2 separate regions of the Sus scrofa genome follow, and region 1 is linked to region 2. Evidence: chromatin contacts called from public promoter capture Hi-C data. All regions are on one chromosome and are shown on one strand. The core of a region is the stretch at or near the end of the contact, and the rest is flanking DNA. Distances in the headings are between cores, read along the strand shown. Region 1 holds the start of MFSD3 (major facilitator superfamily domain-containing protein 3). Region 2 holds the start of ARHGAP39 (rho GTPase-activating protein 39).

Region 1 (6,277 bases), core at 965-3,464, 90 kb after region 2:
ACCCGGCTCAGGCCAGCGTGCTGGGTGCAAGGCCTAGGCACAGCATGGGTGTGGCTGAGAGAGCGAGGAAGAGGAAGAAGCAGAAGCGCAGCCCCAGGCTGTCAGCCAAGGCTCCGGCCAGCGCGCCCACCAGCAGCTTCCCCAGCAGCTCCAGAGTGGCCAGGAGGCTGTAGTGTGTGGCCTGGAGATTTGTGGAGATCAGTCAGGACCTGCTTGGACTCCAGTCCCGTGGCCCGAATGTCCCAGCCACGTACCCTCACCTGCAGGGCACTGGGTGCCAACTGGCTGCAGCGCATCATCAGGGTGAAGGTGGTGGTTGTGACCAGGCCTCCCAGGAAGTGCTGCAGACACAGGCTCAGCAAGGCTGCCCCTGGGGGTGCTGAGGTCAGCAGGGCTCAGGATTCTAGGCTCCTCCCCCCATGGACAACCTCTCACCTCTCAGGACTGTGCCAGGGCCCACCCTGGCCCCAGGGGCATCCAGATGAAAAACCAAGACAGTCTGGCAGGCCAGGCCCCCAAGACGGAACCGAAGCAGTGACCTCAACAGGGGCAGTGGCTGCCTGGGGTGGGGAGACTGGGTAGGTCAGAGGGGGTGGGGAAGGTAGGGGTGGGGGGGTGGCAGGCAGGGCAAGCTGAGGGGGACGCACCGGTGCCTGGCCAGCAGGGCGCCACCCAGAGATGAGCCCACAATGGAACAGACCACAGCGCCCACGCCATTCCACAGCCCCAGCTCTGGGGTAGAGACGCCACAGTCCAACAGGAGGAGTGGGAACAGGCTGCTGGTGCCCTGCTCACCTGCAAAGAGAAAATCAGCAGGGGCAGCCTGCTTCCCTCTCCATTGTGCTTCCCCAACCCTGCTTCTGCCTCAGGCTACAGGTGCCAGAAGCTGGGGCTGGGCATTGGCTGAGCTCAGGGTCAGCAGGGAGTAGAGAGGCTTTGGCAGGGGGCAGTGTGGCTGGAGCTCAACAGCTGTGGAGCTGGACCTGCCGGACAAGAAGCGAGGCCACTGGGCTCCAGCCTGCAAGTCGTACTCCAGAAAGAAGGAAGGCAGTCCCACAAATGGGCCCCATAGTCATGGGGACCCACCTGGAGCTCCCCCAGGCTCCCGCCCCTACTCACCCAGCTTGTAGGAGAGCACAAAACCTGCCATCCACAGGGTCCCAGGCACGGCCAGCAAGTGCTGCTGAAGGTGCAGCGTGTGTCGGCGGGGTTCTGATGGCTGAGGCGCAGGAAGCTGTTGCAGGGCCGGTGCAGCCCAAGCCAGGGCAGCAGCCAGCCAATAGGTGGCAGCCAGGAGCAGAAAGAGCAGGGGCCAGGAGAGGGTGGGCAAGAGGGTCAGCAGTCCACCCCCAGCCAGCACCGCCCCCAGCTTGTAAGCCACCACCTGCACCGTGTTGCCCGGCCCCAGCTCTGCCGGCTCCAGGAGCTGCATCGCCAGTGTGTCCAAGGCCACATCCTGTACAGCTGCAGCCAAGTTCAGTAGCAGAAGTAGCCCTGCCACAGTAAGAGGCAGCCCAGACTGGCCAGCTTCAGCAGGAGGCAGAGCTGCCAGCAACCCACACAAGAGGCCAAGAGCTGCTGTGCTGAGCGTCAGCCAGGCCCTCGGAGAGCCCCGAGCGTCCACCAGCGGGGCCCACACGAGCTTGAACAACCACGGTGCATACAGCACTTTGGCCAGTCCCACGTGTGTCAGGGACAGACCGCGAGCCCGCAGCAGCACCGGCAGAAGGCCAGACTGCAGCCCATAGGGCAGGCCCTGCACCAGGTAGAGGCTGGCAAGCACCAGCAGCTTCCCGTGCATGGCCAGGAGAGCGGGGACATGGGCCCAGGCTCTGGTGGCTGGGGCTGGGTTCCAGGCCCGGCCGCGGTGGGATCAGAGGGGGCTGGGCGGTTCGGCGTGGGGTCTGGCCAAGATTTTTTTTAAGGCTGGCGTCGGCACCTGCGCGCTGGCGTCCTCGGGGGCGTCAGTACGCGGAAGGACCGCGAGTCGGCCACGGCGGTGCTCGCCGCCCGGCTCGGGACCGGGCCGCGCAGGCGCCGCGGAGAGACGCGGTGGCCATAGAGGGCGCGAGCGGGCTAGAGTGCCAGCCGCCCTCGGGCGCCCCCGGTGGTCAACCTGGCGGCGGCCGGGGTCAGCTTTGGCGCCAGGGGCACCAGCTTCCAGGGTGAGAAGCCTCGAAACCCGCGGCCCAGCCAGGTGCCTCGCAGAGTTAACAGATCCAGTCCCAAGACTGGCTGGACCCAGAAAGTGCCTCCTAGTGTCTCACCTGGAGCCTGGTGGCTGCAGTGTCCACTGGGTCGCTCAGTGGCGCCTGCAGAGGAGTTGGCCTCTTAAGGCCACTACCTTCTTGTGCTTCTGCTGTTGGACCCCTCACCCGCTGGTTTCAGTGCCCTCCCCAGCCTGCAGAAGGTGGTGAAAGGGAGGAAGTTCTTGGGAGAAGTCTGAGCCGCAGTTCAGCACAGGATGCAGCCAGCTGCTGCCGGAATCGCCCTCTAGTGTCCAGTGACAAGGCCAGGAGAGCCTATGTGGGGCCAGCTTGGCTCCAGCCAACCTTGGCTGAGGGAGAGGCCAATCTGAGGGGAAACGTGAGCTTCGTGAGCGGTCTCACACAGCCGTTCCTGCCCAGAGCTGTGCCATGTGGGGTGCCTGAGGACCAGAGGAGGTAGTGAAGCATGGGCAGAGCTGGAGCTTTGGCCAGTACTGTCTCGGAGCCTGTGGCTCCATGAAGCTGGCCCACCCCCTAGACCAACACACAGGCACTTGATCCAACACACTCCTTCCCCTGCTGAGGCCACTTTGAGTTTCTTGTCATTTCTGCATAGGTGGGGGGCCCAGGTTTCCTCACCTATAAAATGGGGACTGCAATGCCCACCACAGAGGCCCGTTTGGACAGGGATCCACGGCGGTGTCTGGCCTGCTCATCCCCGTGTTCCAGGTTCAAGGACACAAGGTCGCCCCCGCACCTGGCTGTCCAGGTGTCCCCCGGCCCAGCGCTCCACAGGGCACCTCCTCCTAAGCATCTAAGGTGTTCTCCTCCCCCAAACCGGCCCTCCAGTGCTCCAGCTTGGGAGGGGCTGCCCCCTCATGGCTTCCCAGCCACGGACTGTGTTAGCACAGGGACGTCACGCACACCACACTGGGACCACCACATGGCAAAGGAGCTGGGCTTGCTCTTCCTCCTGTCCCTGCTCTTGGCACCGCTGCTCCTCCTGCGGTCCCACAAGCGCACCACTGCCATTTGCCCAGTTAGGAAAACCAAGACTCCCTCTTTGAGCCCTCACGACCCCTTGAGTTTTTCTGTTCATTTGCTTGTCTTTTGAGGGCGGCACCCACACCAGTTCCCAGCTAGGGTTTGAATCAGAGCTACGGTTGCTGGCCTACACCACAGCCACAGCAACACCAGATCCAAGCCGCATCCGCCACCTATGCCACAGCTCACGGACAACTCCGAATCCTTAACCCACTGAGTGAGGCCAGGGATTGAACTCACGTCCTCATGGATACTAGTCAGGTTTGTTACCATTCAGCCATGATGGGAACTCCATGGTCCCCCGTTTCCTGCTACTCACCCCATGCAGCCTAGTCCACCCTATGGCTTAACATGTTCCCTAGGCTGCCAGGGACAAGGTGGACAGCAGGGGAATGCAGCCAGGACAGGGGACACAGCTTTCTGTGACTTTCTCAGGAAAGGCTTACACTCTGGGACCCTTCTCCTGTGTTTCTTTTTGCGGTCCCCTCCTCACCGCTAACAACTCCGGGGTCCCCCTGAGGAGCTGCCGTTCGCCTGGTACCTTCCTCCACCCCTCCTTGCTTGTCTCCGTTCTCTTAGCAACGTTTGCAGATCTCTGCACCAAGACCAGAGGACCATGGTGGAGACCCAGCCAGCAGAGGTGCTGTGTCTGTAGGAAGGTCACCTCCTCTGGAAGCCCTCTTGACAGTTCCTCCCGAGTCCCCAGGCCTGCACAGAAGACGATGCGGAAAGGCAGTCAGGAGTGGACACGGGTGTGCACACGGCCTCCAAGCAGCCAAGCTGTCTTAGCTTTATTCGGGGCCTGCCGAGAGACAGAGGCCCAGCCCCGCAGGCCCCGGGAGCAAGCGCAGAGCGCCCCGGAGATCGCCCCCAGGGCCCTGGGCCCTGTCAGTCCACGTTCGTGCCCGCTGGCGCGGCCGGGCGCACAGCGGGGTCCTCAGGAGTACTCGAGAGTGAACTTGGCGTGGAACTGGCTCAGCTTCTCCAGCAGGGGCCGCAACTTTTCCATGGGGGGCAGAATGGTCATCCTAAAACGGGGGAGAAGGTAAGCGAATGGGGCGCCGCGGGGCGCGGGGAGGGGCTGCACCGGCCGGGCCTCACCGGAAGTGGTAGGTGCCTTCGCGCTGCCCAAAGCCGCTCCCAGGCACCACGCAGATGCCAGTCTCCTCCAGAAGGCGCATGCAGAAGAACATGTCCGGAGCCAGGCCCAGCTCCTGGGGGCGGGGCGGCTGGTCAGGGCGGGACGCCTCGGACCCCGCCCCCCGCGGCCCCGCCCCTCCGCGGCCCCGCCCGCCCGACGCCAGACCTGAGCGCGCTGCACGGCGCGGGGGGGCAGCTGCACGCGCGGGAAGGAGTACATGGCGCCCTGCACCGGGTTGCAGTGGATGCCGGGAGCCTCGTTGAAGACCTGTTCAGTGAGCTTGGCCTTGGCCGCCAGCTCGGCCAGCACCTCCCGCTTCTCCTGCGGCCGTGGAGGGAGGGCTGGTCAGGCCGGGCCGGGGGCTCGGCGCCCTCAGCCCTCGCGTGCCCGCGACTCTGACCCCCTCGGCCGCGCCCACTCACCGCCTGGAACTGCGCGAAGGAGGGGTCTGAGGGCGCGGGCGGGCTGAGCACCGCGTCCAGCAGGACCTGGCCCGGCGTAGGCGGGCACAGCCGCACGCTCCTCAGCTTCTGCATCTGCTGCTGCACCGCGGCGTCCATGTTCACCACCTCCACGTAGCCGCCGCGGAAGCCGCACCTGCGAGGCAAGGGCGGGCGTCGAGGCAGGGCCGGGAGGAAAGGAACGAACGGCCCCGAGGGCACCTCGGGTCGGGCGGTGGCCGAGGTTCGCCAGTCCCCGCCCGTCGGCCCGCACGCACTCGCCCATGAAGCCCTTGGAGACCGAGTGGAAGGATGCGAGCTCCTGCCGCGCCGCGTACGGCGGCCCCATCTCCGTGAGCACCTTCTTGAACGAGTGGAACTGCGAGCCCTCGGCGTACACGTTGTCCTGATACACCTGGACGGGCGGACGGGCGTCACCCGGGGGCCCGCCGCTGCCCTCCATGCCCTCCCCCACGGGCGCCCCGGCCAGCACCTCATCGGCCAGCAGGAAGAGCCCCTCCTCATAGGCGAAGCGGATCACGGCCTCGATGCACTCGCGAGTCTGCACCTGCCCTGGGGCAAGGAGGCGCGACAGGTCCGGGGTGAGCCGAGAGGGCGCACTGCTCTCCGCGGGGCGATCAGGGGCAGGCTGACCCGGCGTGGCGCGGCGCCGCGCGGCTGGGGGCGGCGGAGGGAACGCACCGGTGGGGTTGCCGGGGTTGATCACGCAGAGCGCGCGGGGACGGCAGTGGTCACGCGCCTGGCGCAGCGCGCGCCGCAGCTCGGCCACGTCGAGCGCCCAGGCGCGCTCCTCGTCCAGGTAGTAGTCCACCTGCACGGCGTTGAGCTCGGCCAGCGCGGCGGAGTAGAGTGGATACTGAGGGATGGGGATGAGCACGCCCGTGCGCGTGCGACCCTCGCCGAACACTAGCAACTTGAGCACGGTCTGCGCGTGGGGGGAGGGAGGGAGGGGACGGGGTTGGCGGGGCCGAGGGCTGCACCCGCCCCGCTCCGCCACGCCCTGGGAGCCACGGTGGCTTCCCGAGCTGGCCCCGGCCTACCACGATGGCGTCGCTGGCCCCCGTGGACAGGAAGATGTTGTTGGGGTCTGCGGGAATGCCTCCGTCGCGCCGCTCGATGTACCGAGCCACATCCTCGCGGATCATCTGGATGCCAGGGCTGATGCTGTAGGCCCCTGGGCCAGGGGACAGGGCAGGAGGGGGGTGGGGATGGAGGGTGAGGGGTCTGAGGGGTGAGGTAGGCCCCTCGCAGAAGAGACCGCCCCTTCCAGCGGGCGGGCCAGCCCGCCCTTCTCCTGGGACAGCCTCTCTCCAGCCCCTGCCCATCGCCAGGGCCTGGGCTGGTTCCCACACTCACCCAGGCTGTGGCCCCCGCACGCCTGCAGGATGCGCTGTGCTCTTCTCTTGGCATCCTCCGGGAAGTCA
Region 2 (5,823 bases), core at 445-2,944:
TGAGGCAGAGACCAGAGGTAGGGTGTGTGTGTGTGTGTGTGTGCAGAGTGAGGCAGAGACCAGAGGTAGGGTGTGTGTGTGTGTGTGTGTGCAGAGTGAGGCAGAGACCAGAGGTAGGGTGTGTGTGTGTGTGTGTGTGTGTGCAGAGTGAGGCAGAGACCAGAGGTAGGGTGTATGTGCAGAGTGAGGCAGAGACCAGAGGTAGGGTGTGTGTGTGTGTGTGTGTGTGTGCAGAGTGAGGCAGAGACCAGAGGTAGGGTGTGTGTGTGTGTGTGTGTGTGTGTGCAGAGTGAGGCAGAGACCAGAGGTAGGGTGTGTGTGTGTGTGTGTGTGCAGAGTGAGGCAGAGACCAGAGGTAGGGTGTGTGTGTGTGTGTGTGTGTGTGTGCAGAGTGAGGCAGAGACCAGAGGTAGGGTGTGTGTGTGTGTGTGTGCAGAGTGAGGCAGAGACCAGAGGTAGGGTGTGTGCGCAGAGTGAGGCAGAGACCAGAGGTAGGGTGTGTGTGTGTGTGCAGAGTGAGGCAGAGACCAGAGGTAGGGTGTGTGTGCAGAGTGAGGCAGAGACCAGAGGTAGGGTGTGTGTGTGTGTGTGTGTGTGTGTGTGCGCAGAGTGAGGCAGAGACCAGAGGTAGGGTGTGTGTGCAGAGTGAGGCAGAGACCAGAGGTAGGGTGTGTGTGTGTGTGTGTGTGTGTGTGTGCACCCGCGCGCAGAGTGAAGGAGGCCTAAAGGAAAGGGCGAGAGGGGTGAGGGTCTCCATCAGCGAGCCGCAGGAGGCAGGGTGTTAAGAGAGCAGGAGTGAGCTGCAGGACGGGAACTGCAACTCAGCTGAGGGCTTCTGAACTTGGGCTTTCAGCCTTTGCAGCTTCTTGCGTTGATGGGATCCAGGCCCTGGCCGGTGTGCTGCGGACTTCTGCGTTCTGTTGTAGGAGCTGCAGGCTGACCAGCTTCCATTTCTATAGAAATGGAGGTCGAATACGACAACTTCTGGAAATGAACTCTGTATAGGCAGTAATAATTTTAAAAGCCTGAAGAAGAGGCCAAACGCAGAGTAAAAAATGCTAAAGAGGACAAGAGCAAAGCTGAATTGAGCACGTACCAAGAGTTAAGATGAGGGAGCAAAGAGGCTACAGACCGTCCAGTTTATCTAACAGATGCATAGGGAGAACCTACGAGAATGGAGGAGAGCCAATGCCTGGTAACTTTCCAGAGTCGAGGAAAAGTGAACTCTCAGGTTCAGGAAGTCCAACATGGTTTGTGCAGGTAAAATCACACCAAATCCACACCGACACGTATGAAAGCTCAACTGCACAGCACGGAAGGGGATCGAAGTCTCTTGAGCGATCGGAAGGGCGAGGTCGGCGGCGTGCGGACCGCGAGGCCGAGGTGGGCGGCAGCGTCAGTCGGCCAGAGGCCTCCCTTCGCCGCCGCCGCCACCCCTGGACTGGTCGGGACAGCGCGAGGCCGCCACACCCTCCTTGTGGGCGGGCCCAGCCCGGCCGAGCTCCGGCTCTCGGGATGCAGCGCGCGCCCCCGGCCGGACTCCGGCTCCCGGCGTGCCGCGCGCCGGCTCACGCGCACGGGGCTCGCGGCTGCGCCCCCTGGCGGCGAGGCGCGCGGGGGCGGGGGCGGGGCCGGAGGCGGGGGGTTGCGCTGGTGACGGGAGGACGCGCGGCCGCGGCTCACTGGGCCGGCGGCGGCGGCGGCGGCGGCGGCGGCGGCGGCGAGCGCGCACCGAGCGGGTGCCGCGGCGGCGAAGGCGGCGGCGGGAGAGCCACGAGCAGCTTGCGCGCGGCGTGCGGGCCGGGATGAGAGGCTGCGGTGGCGCGGCCCGCACACAGCCGGCGGGTGAGAGCGCGGGCAGTGGGCGGCGCGGGCCGGGAAGATGGCGGAGGGGCCGGCGCTGCGGCCCCCGCCCGGCCTCGCGGAGGCTCCGGACCCGGCCCGCGAGGATACGGGTCCGCGGCGACCGAGGCGGCGGGTGGGGCCGCGGCCAGGCGCGAAGGCGCAGGGGCTGGGTGTGGGGGCCGGGCTCGGCGGGGGCGCATGGGTGCGAAGGCCCAGGCCGCGCGGGGCCAGGGCGTGAGGTGGGTGTGGGGGGCCGGCCCGGAGGTGGGGGCGAGCGTGCGGGCTGAAGGCGGAGGTGAGGTGAGCGTGCCGGCCTGAGAGCGGAGAAGGGGGTGAGCCTGCCCTGCCGAGGGTGGGCGTGAGTGGAGTGCCCGGCCTGAGTGGGGGGCGTCGGCCAGATTTCCGGGGCGCAGTCGGGGGGCGGTGCGGGGCCGGGCCTGGCTTTGTCGGGGCTCGGGGAGCCGGGACGCGCGTGTCCTGGTTCGGGCCGTGGCCGCCAGCCCCGTGGATCTGGCCTCCGCTGCGAGGAGGGCTGGGGCGACCCCTCCTTCTCGCCCTGGTTGTCCCCGAGATCTGGAATGCCCTCGGTTGCGGGATTGGTGTGGGTGGAGGCCGTGTTCGTATGCGGGCCGAGGTCTAGGCAGGCCGTGCGCATCTTGGGGGTCAGGACGTCTTTTATTTTAAAACGTGCAGCTGGCTGCGAGGCCGCGGCAGCTGTGGGTGTGTTACATGCGGCTCCCACCAGCAGCTGCTGTGGGCGCTGTGCAGCCTTCAGCAGCAAAAATGCGGCGCCTCGCCACCCTCTTCAGCGTCGTAAGGTTTAACCAAACCTCCTGTGACCTTTGCAGAAACCTACAGTTGCAAGGCTTCGTGTTCTGCCCCTGGTGCAGACAATAGGGGATTTGTCTTTGAAGCCATTGCGGGAGAATTGAACCCTGTACATCCTGGGTGCCTCTGTAAACAGCAGGTGGTTCCCGGTCAGCGGCTCCCCTTTCACAATGAGCAAGGTGTGTTTCTCCTCGCTGGGGGAGGGGAGGGAGATTTGCTAGGAGGTGTGACTGAGAAGCAAGGAGACCTTCCGAGAAGGCGCTTGGCGCACACGCTAGCCGGCTGCCAGCTTCGGGAGGAGCGGAGGTCCCAGGCCTTTCTGCCACACTTTGTCTAGTCAGCAGTCTTGTCAAGAGGCTGGAGAACAGAGTGGAGAAGAGGGCGGATTCTGGAGCCAGACTGCCTGCCTGCCTTTGAGTCTGTGACTCTTCTGTTTACTGGCTTTGTACGCTGCCTTTGGTTCATCTCTAAAATGGGAACACCAGTAACACCGGCTGGGGTGGTTGTTGAGACTCAGTGAATTACTTGTGCCTTGTGAGTGTTCAGAAAAGTCAGGAGTTATCACTGCCAAGATCTGGTTTCCAGGGTGCACTTGCTGGGTTGTTGGTTCTTCAGCTGTTTGTCTTAGTTTAACTTGAAGTCTTTGGCTACCTTTTCTTACACAAGTTGGGGTCATATTTGGAGAAACAGGTCTTTTTTTCCGCTGTGCCTGCAGCCAGGGCCAGGGATCAAAGCCTTGCCGCAGCAGCAACCTGACCTTAACTCACTGGACCACAAGGAAGCTCCAGAGAAACATGTTTTTATAAAGGTAAATGAGGAAGAAATCTTATGTGCTGAGATAGAGTATCCCATAGAGCTGTTGTTAAAAATATTTTTAGGCAAAGAAAGCTTCTAACGAGCAGTCAGGAGCCCTGCAGTACTTGCTGCCCTAGGAGGTAGGTAGGGTTATTATTGACAGAAATGAGATGTAAAGACAGTTCTTGGGTAATTCTCCATTTGAATAAAACTACCAAAGCCATAGTTGTTAGACTTCACAGTGTTATCTTTGTAGTAGAAGAGATAATTTATTAACAAACTTGAAGTGACAGTGAGGGCACGAGAACTTGGAATTGGCAGTGCTGTAACATTCAGTCTTGCTGAGCTGTTGGAGGGAATCACTTGATGTGCTTTAGAACAAAGTGGAAAAATTCATCTTGTTTCCCAAGGAGATGGTGCTCTTTCTCTGATGCAGGGAAAGTATCTGAGACTGACTTTCTTAGGGGGAGACTCTTAGACTTACCCTAGGTAACTTCATCTCATCCCCTTAACCCGTGTGACTCCGAGACTAGAGGGAAGCCCCCCACCCTAAGTAGAGTGTTTTAGCATTTGTGGGTTTCAGGTTGAGAACGTTTGATGTTCAGAACAAATGGTAATGAAATAGCTTCTGTGAGCACATTTTAAAATATCTGAAGATAGGTTTTGAAATGTCCGTCCCAGCCTCTCTCCTGCGTGTGGGCTGTCCTTGAACAGTGGAAGCACAGTGAACGGGGCGTCTGGTTAAGGTTCTACCTGGTTCTTTGCTGCTTTTGAAAAAATGTATAATATGTTCTCATAGTGAAATACCTAATTTTACTAGGAGAACAAGAACAACAAGATGCCTTTGCCGTGCCTGTGTCCTGACCCCTTAGGCCATCTGTGGTAGGTCGCACACACTCCTTCTCAGGGTCAGTGTTGTCAGGGTCCTGTCTAGAGCGCGGCCTGGGTGCAGTGCTGGGCCTGGGAGACCCCTGGGCAGAGCTGAGCTGGAGTGTTCACCTGCCTCCAGGTTTCTCCTCTTACCTTTCTTACTTCCCGGGTGGCGTCTGCACCCTTAGGGGCTGGCCGTCTCCACTGCCGCCTGTACCTGCCTCACTGCCTTCTGCCAGCCTTTGGGACTTGTTTTGATGTTGCCGGGCAGCCCTGCCCTGCTCCCTGCGGCTGTTTCTGACCCTCTAGCTACACTGTTGTACCCTGCTGACAAGGGCCGCCTTATGTGGCCTGCAGTCCTGGCTCCCTCCTGCCCCTGCTGTGCAGGTCCCAGTCTTCCAAACCGTGCTGCAGACAAGGGTCTGTAAGCTCCAGCCACCGACAGCCCCTGCCTGTCTTTGAAAGTAAAGTTTTGGAGTTCCCGTCGTGGCACAGTGAAAACAAGTCTGACTAGGAACCACGAGGTTGCGGGTTCGATCCCTGGCTTCACTCAGTGGGTTAAGGATCTGACATTGCTGTGAGCTGTGGTGTAGGTTGCAGATGCGGCTTGGATCTGGCATTGCTGTGGCTGTGGTGTGGGCCGGCAGCCGTAGCTCCGATGAGACCCCTAGCCTGGGAACCTCCGTATGCTGGTGTGCGGCCCTAGAAAGCAAATCAATCAATCAAATTTAAAATAAATAAATAAAGTTTTATTGAAGCGCAGCCACCCTTATCCACTTCTGTGTCATCTGTGCCTGCTTCGGCAGGATTGTTTCAGGTTTGGGGAACAAAGACAAGACGGTGGGGTATGTGCGGTTTGTGAGGTTTAGAAGGTTGTGTGAGGAAGAAGAGGAAATAAGGATTAGAGTGGGAAGGTCTTTAGATTTGATTCTTTGAATAACAGGCAGCCACTTCAGGCCTGTGAACGGGGCCGTCCTGATCAGGTGGTTCGGGAACTCTTCCCTGGCAGTGATGTGTAGGCTGCATTGGAGGAGAAGTCACCCGAGTCACGCAGTTTACTGGGGCGTTTCCTCGAGAAAAATTGTGGCAGCAGCTTGACATTTCAGTGGCTCGGCAGAGGTTTGTTTCTAACTCGCATTTCACTAGCTTGTGGCTCTTTTCTGAGTCTTCCTTCCCAGGCTCAGGGACGTGCCCTTGCCAGGGACATGCTCTGCTTATGGCGAGAGGGTGGCAGAAATTCAGTATCCCTTTGAGCTCCAGCTCAGAGCTGGCGACTTGGGTTCCATGGGCCAACACAGGTCGTGTGGCCCAGTGCCCCCGCCGGAGGGAGTGGAAGTGCCACAGCCAGGGGCAGGCTGCAGGGCGTTAGCCCTCCTGTGGGGAAGGGTGACCAAATAACGGGAGCACTGCTGTGATCACCCAAGGGAGAAATGAGCCTGTTTCGTGCTCTGTTTGGGGTGAAGGTGCCAGACCTTCTGGCTTCTT

What was found. Promoter capture Hi-C pulls out the DNA fragments that hold promoters and counts their contacts.
Region 1: a promoter capture Hi-C map of liver shows a contact between it and region 2, with 2.7 times the contacts expected there. The contact joins the promoter of MFSD3 here to the promoter of ARHGAP39 in region 2. A contact is called at or near these places in 2 of 5 promoter capture datasets (fetal liver and liver), 2 of 47 Hi-C or Micro-C datasets (both in liver) and 2 of 2 datasets of contacts at active chromatin or transcription factors (alveolar macrophages and skeletal muscle).

Annotation. Positions count from the first base shown.
Region 1 is chr4:293,741-300,017 of Sscrofa11.1, forward strand. MFSD3 (major facilitator superfamily domain-containing protein 3) reads right to left here and starts at 2,215. Exons shown (of 4, transcript XM_021090521.1): 1 at 1,120-2,215; 2 at 648-795; 3 at 255-379; 4 at 1-181. The coding sequence starts at 1,801. The coding sequence ends at 102. GPT (alanine aminotransferase 1) reads right to left here. Exons shown (of 12, transcript XM_021090479.1): 4 at 6,210-6,277; 5 at 5,894-6,027; 6 at 5,535-5,778; 7 at 5,326-5,405; 8 at 5,111-5,247; 9 at 4,815-4,989; 10 at 4,558-4,713; 11 at 4,353-4,465; 12 at 4,007-4,279. The coding sequence ends at 4,189.
Region 2 is chr4:204,441-210,263 of Sscrofa11.1, forward strand. It overlaps ARHGAP39 (rho GTPase-activating protein 39), which reads left to right and starts at 1,695. Exons shown (of 13, transcript XM_003125457.6): 1 at 1,695-1,845.